Regions from separate parts of the Mus musculus genome. Here region 1 is linked to region 2. The links are chromatin contacts, called in public HiChIP or PLAC-seq maps. All regions are on one chromosome and are shown on one strand. The core of a region is the stretch at or near the end of the contact, and the rest is flanking DNA. Distances in the headings are between cores, read along the strand shown.

The links. HiChIP or PLAC-seq counts read pairs in DNA pulled down with a chosen protein or histone mark.
Region 1: an H3K27ac HiChIP or PLAC-seq map of embryonic stem cells shows a contact between it and region 2, with 4 times the contacts expected there. The contact joins two enhancer-like sites. A contact is called at or near these places in 3 of 115 datasets of contacts at active chromatin or transcription factors (embryonic basal ganglia and embryonic stem cells) and 1 of 9 other capture datasets (embryonic stem cells).

The regions. Positions count from the first base shown.
Region 1 is chr2:169,727,437-169,730,136 of GRCm38.p6, reverse strand. All of the region lies in intron 1 of Tshz2 (teashirt zinc finger family member 2), which reads right to left. Among named protein-coding and RNA genes, the nearest start is that of Gm34344, 62 kb to the right of the region's middle. Within about 2 kb of position 1,341, at least 22 of the 459 cell types and tissues checked have an H3K27ac peak or open chromatin away from gene starts, as enhancers often do. A contact at or near this core is called in embryonic stem cells, where this site is marked.
Region 2 is chr2:169,310,183-169,312,882 of GRCm38.p6, reverse strand. No RefSeq gene overlaps it. Among named protein-coding and RNA genes, the nearest start is that of Gm46788, 13 kb to the right of the region's middle. Within about 2 kb of position 1,287, at least 6 of the 459 cell types and tissues checked have an H3K27ac peak or open chromatin away from gene starts, as enhancers often do. A contact at or near this core is called in embryonic stem cells, where this site is marked.

The DNA of each region.
Region 1 (2,700 bases), core at 92-2,591, 420 kb before region 2:
TGAAGATTCATCAGCCTTCTTTATAAGCCACTGCCAGAGGGCCAGATGAATCTTCCTAAAACAGGGTGCCTCCTCACAGGGCCCCCAACCACTCTCTCCCAAATTGGGAACTGCCTTGGAAACCCATCTGGCGCAAGCACCTCTCGCTACAAATGAGGAGAGTGAAGTCATGGAATAGATAGCAAGGATCCTGCCTGTAGAGGTGACCAGGGAATCTGCCTGTTTTGGTGCCGGGCTATTAACTGATCAAGTGCATCACTAGCTCCTTCTCACACTGTCCCGGAAGAGCCTACATCCTACCCACAGAACCAACCAGTTTGTCTTTGTTTGTCCTTCCTGGGTTCTCCCTGGCTGAAAACTGAATATCTCCAATCCTGAGTGCTCCATGAGTCCCCTTGCTGGTGGCGATGGTCGTTTACTCCATTGCCACTAACATCTTCATTCTGATCTTTTCTTGACTTAGGGGTGGCTTAGTTCTTGTCAGTCATGGTGGCTTGCTTCCTGTGCCTAGACCGTTCCATCCAAGCCCTTCACATGTCTACCACACCTTCCCATTTACATCCAACCATTTCTATGTCTACGTTCCTCCATCTTAAAGTTTCTACATCCCGTCTTCCATGATTCCTCTCACTTGGCCCTTGTACTTCCTTCTCTGCCTGCCTAGATCAGCTCATGTCAGCAATCAGCGTCTGTGACCTGTTCTTTCTGTCCACAGACACACATTTTTGGAATCTGACTTCAGTTCTAATGGTGTCTCCATTTTAGTCTGTCCTTTAGCCATTCAATGATCAAAACTATCAACCCTCAAACTGGTGAGGAAGTGGAGGTCCCACTTCCTCTGTTTCCCATTGCACAGACTGTTACCGGGAAAGAACAGGAAACGCCTGGTTGGAAACATCCAGGACCTGACAACCAAGAAGGCAATCACATCAAGGGTTGACACTCCCTGTCTCTTTTTATTTATTTGCATGGCCCAGTAGATTCCGTTCTCAATCGTTTTAACAGTCCAAGACCCGTCAGGGCCAGCACATCACCGTGATCTATCGTCGGGGTAAAAAATCTCGTGGTGGTGACAGCCTAGATTGACAGCGATGTTTAAATCCTAAACTAGTCTCTGGATGACATTCAATTTTTTGTCATGAAGTTTCAAAATGTGACTGGAGCCTTTTCAAAGCTTTCCGCCTGGTGGAAACGCCGGTGGCAAAAGCAGACATAAACCAGCTGTGGTGGACTGGGAAAAACACTGACCTTTGAGGCCAAACACCTAGGGAGGGGCTAGGGCTCTGATGGGGGAGTCAAGCATGTTTCAAACAAGTCCTCCCTCCTGCAGTGGCTCCCAATAAGTGGAGCCCAGCTCTGAAGACACAGGAAGCATGTGACCCGCATGCCTGGCCCAGGAGGGGTGAGGTGTTTAAAGACCTTGTTTCAAAGAAGTGATTTACATTTGTATGCGCAGATAGGCTTCTGTTTCTTCCCAATCGGAATATGCCTTTATTAAGAGTCCCTGGAACTCAGACACAGCAACCACAGTTTTCCTTTCCCTTGTTCATTGTTGTGTAAGTTTTGTCTGCCTCTCCAGTCCATACCTATTCCAATAAATAGAAGTATTAAAAATTCCAGGCTTGTTTTACTGTTGCATTTGTCACAGATTCTTTTCAACCTAACACTAAACCCACTTTCTTTGACTTGAATTCTGAATGGTTCTCTCCAAAAGGACAAACTGAGGCCCTGGGTCAACACAAAGGCCAGAGTTTTGATCATCCCTTTCAGGGAAGCTCAAAATACAAGGATATACAAGATATACAAGCTCAAGATATACAAGGATTCCATTTCATCAGTGCTGTCTCAAGTATATTTGAATACCGAAAGGTGTGCAATGAGGAAAAAGACACTTAGCTTCTCAGTCAAAGAGTGTGCCACTAGGCAAATGATCTGTCTCAGAAGGTAAAGCGCTTGCTCGATGCCAAGTCTGATGGCCCGAGTTTGAACCCCAGGACCCACATGGCAGAAGGAAGGAACTGACTCCCACGAGCTATCTTCTGCCCTCCACATGCACACAAGCTTTGGCTTGCATGTCACCCCTTCCCCACACACAGACAAACATTACTAAAAGTATTCTTAAAAGAAGGAAAGAGTATTTTAATCAAGGGAATATATATTTAACTTCAAAAGTCATCAAGGAGGGCCCCACAGGGGGGTGACATTGAGCAGAAGGTAACCTCCCTCATAGTGACATGTAAGACCCGGAACTGGAAAGCCATGCCTGTCACTTTTTGTCCGTTCTTGAAATTTGGAACTCAGACACAGTAGTGTCCACACTTTGGATATCCTAAAGTATGCAATGAAAGCTTGGCCCAGAGAAACCCTGAACAGAACCCTTGTGATTAATAGCCTGTGCATTCAGCTGATGTATATTGTGAGTACAAACACTGAGGTCAGTGGAAATGATAATTAAACATGCATATTTCACAATGGAAAAGTCCCATCCATCAACCTGGACCCCAAACTGAAAACAGAGGGATGTTTTCCACTTGGCAGATGGAGTTAATAGTGTGCAAGAATCACTCTGTTCATCTCTCAGAATAGTTTCCCAGGCTGGACTGTTGAAAAGGATCCATTAGTTCATCCCATATCAGCCTCTTCCTTTTAAGAGATAATAATTTCATTGTTAAAAGTGACTCACACTGTAGTTAAGTAACA
Region 2 (2,700 bases), core at 38-2,537:
GTCTGTGTTTTTGCGTGTGACTTTGCTGGCCCTACTGTTACGTTAGTATTTGTAACACACCTGAACATCCCTAAAGCTGTGGACAGACTGTATAGCATACACACATACACATACTCATACATACACACACACACACACACACACATACATATATACATACACACACACACATACATACACATGCATATATGCACACACATACATACATATACACACATACATACACATGCATACATGCACACACATACATACATATACACAAATACATACACACATATATATAGATACATACACACATATACATACATACACACATACATATATACATATACACACATGCATCCATACACATACATACATACACACATACATACATACACACACATACATATATACACACACATAATACACATATACAGAGATGTCAACAGAAGACAAACATTTCAAAATTCCGAAGGTGCTGGATTTTTTTGTGTTAGGAATGTTCAACTACTAAAACCTCTATAAACATTCCAAAATCTGGAAGCAAAACTCAAAACTTCCAGGCGTGGACACTTCCATACCCACAGGTTTCACATGCAGGCCCCATCGGACCTGAGGGCCTGTGTTTTGACACAAATCCTCCCCTTGGGTTCTGCTGCTGGGAACACAACCTAAGGCACTTCTTTTTAGAAAGAATTTTTCCTGCCATGCAGGAAACAGATAGCAGAGTCATGTGTAAGTGTCCAGGGTTATCCAGATGTGAATGACATGGCCAGACAACTGAGCATGCTCAGAGAGTATGCCACGCACGAGGCAGCCCCTATGAGATGGGATCCCAGATACGTATAGCACAGCGAATGAGGAAGAAAAGACCATGAAGGGCAAACTCAAGACGTATGCAAATTATCTCTCAGGAGCCAAGCAGCTCTTCACCGTGGAGAGCGAGCGGATGTTCTTAGAATATCAGTTAATAATAGCAAACATCCCCGCTAACGAGGGCTGCAGACACACAATAGAATTTAATCGCCGGTACCACAGCCTCACAATGGGAAATTACAATGCCCTGAATAGAATAGGTTTCATTTTTCAAAGTGAATATTTTGCCTTTACAATCTCTCAGTGCCAACGATGCTCTTGGATTAGAACTGATTAGAGAGTCTTTTATCGAGAAACAAGGCTCTTGGCTGTTTACACAGATTGCTAAAGCTTTATCCAACTGAAACAAAAACTCTTTACACTCCTCTCCATCCTGCCTCTCCCAGAGCCTTTGATTATCTAGAGAGGACTTCCGCTGTCTGTCTGTTTCAGCAAGGCATCAAGATAGGAGGAGAAACAAGAGCTCTAGGGAGGTGCTGAGAGCTGAGATCCACTCCACCCACCCAGCACTTGGGTGGGTCCCAGCATCTGGTTCATACTCTCCTGGAGTGACTCAGTACTTACAGATCCATACCAGGACCTACTGCCTGCCAGGCTCCGTTATAGGCGTAAGCCTAAAGAGTAGCCCATCCCAGTCTCTGACCACATAGATTATAAAGTGTATTCCTTGCACTGGTAAAATTAGGGGGTAAAGCAGAAAGAAGCATATGTTCCTAATGGGTTTTCTTTTCAATTTCTCGGTATTCTGTAAATGTCTGCCTTCTTTCTAATGTTGTCCATTGCAACTCAACTGTGTGTTGTATGTATTCTACAGAAATCATTATGTATGATCACAGCAACTCATTCTTTTTGCCTCTTAAAACGGATTTTGAGAATTTCATGCACAAGCTCTCTTTACATCATTGCTGTCCCCTCCTTCTCATCCCCCAACTCCTCCTGTGTTCTTTCCGCTCCTCGTGACCTCACCTTAAACTATTAGTGTCAGATATATGTATGTGTGTGTGTGTGTGTGTGTGTGTGTGTAAAAATATAACCTGCTGAGTCATTTAGCATTGCTCGTGTGTGTCCTTGTGTATACCTGTGTATACATGTGTGTTTGTGGTGTGTGTCTGTGTGAGTACATGTGTATGTGTACATGTGTGTATATGTGTGTATGTGTATGTGGTGTATTTGTGAATGTATACGTGTGTGTGTGTGTGTGTGTGTGTGTGTGTGTGTGTGTGTGTGTGTGTGTGTGAGTGTGTGTGTGTGTGTGTATACACGTGCGTGCGTGTGAGTGTTTAAGGCTGGCCACTTGGGATTAAGTAATTTATGAGGGGACTCATTCTTAGAGAACACTGATCCTTCCTCTCTCAGCGTCCATTTACTTGTAGCTCTTCATCTAGGGATATAACCTGGAGCTGGAGAGGTGAGACAGCGGTTAAGAGCACTGACTGCTCTTCCAGAGGTCCTGAGTTCAATTCCCAGCAACCACATGGTGGCTCACAACGATCTACAATGGGAGCCTTGCAAGATCTCCTTCCCCTTCCCCATCTATCTGACATGTTGGCTGACGTTGCCATTGTGCAAGTCTTGCTTAGGTGACCATATTGTTGAGATTTCCTGGATGCAACTCTCCTGACACAATTAGATGACATCATCTTCCTGCAGGCATCCTAGGCCTCTGGTCCTCACAACCCTCCTGCCCACTCTTCCATGATGTCCCCTGAGCCTAACGATTTGGGGATTGCATGCACATGCATCAGTTGGGTCAATCTGTACCACGGTCACTTGTCCTCAGGTAGAGCCGTTGATGGTCTCCCATTTAGAATCCTGTTACTCAAGTGTATTACTGAATTCAAG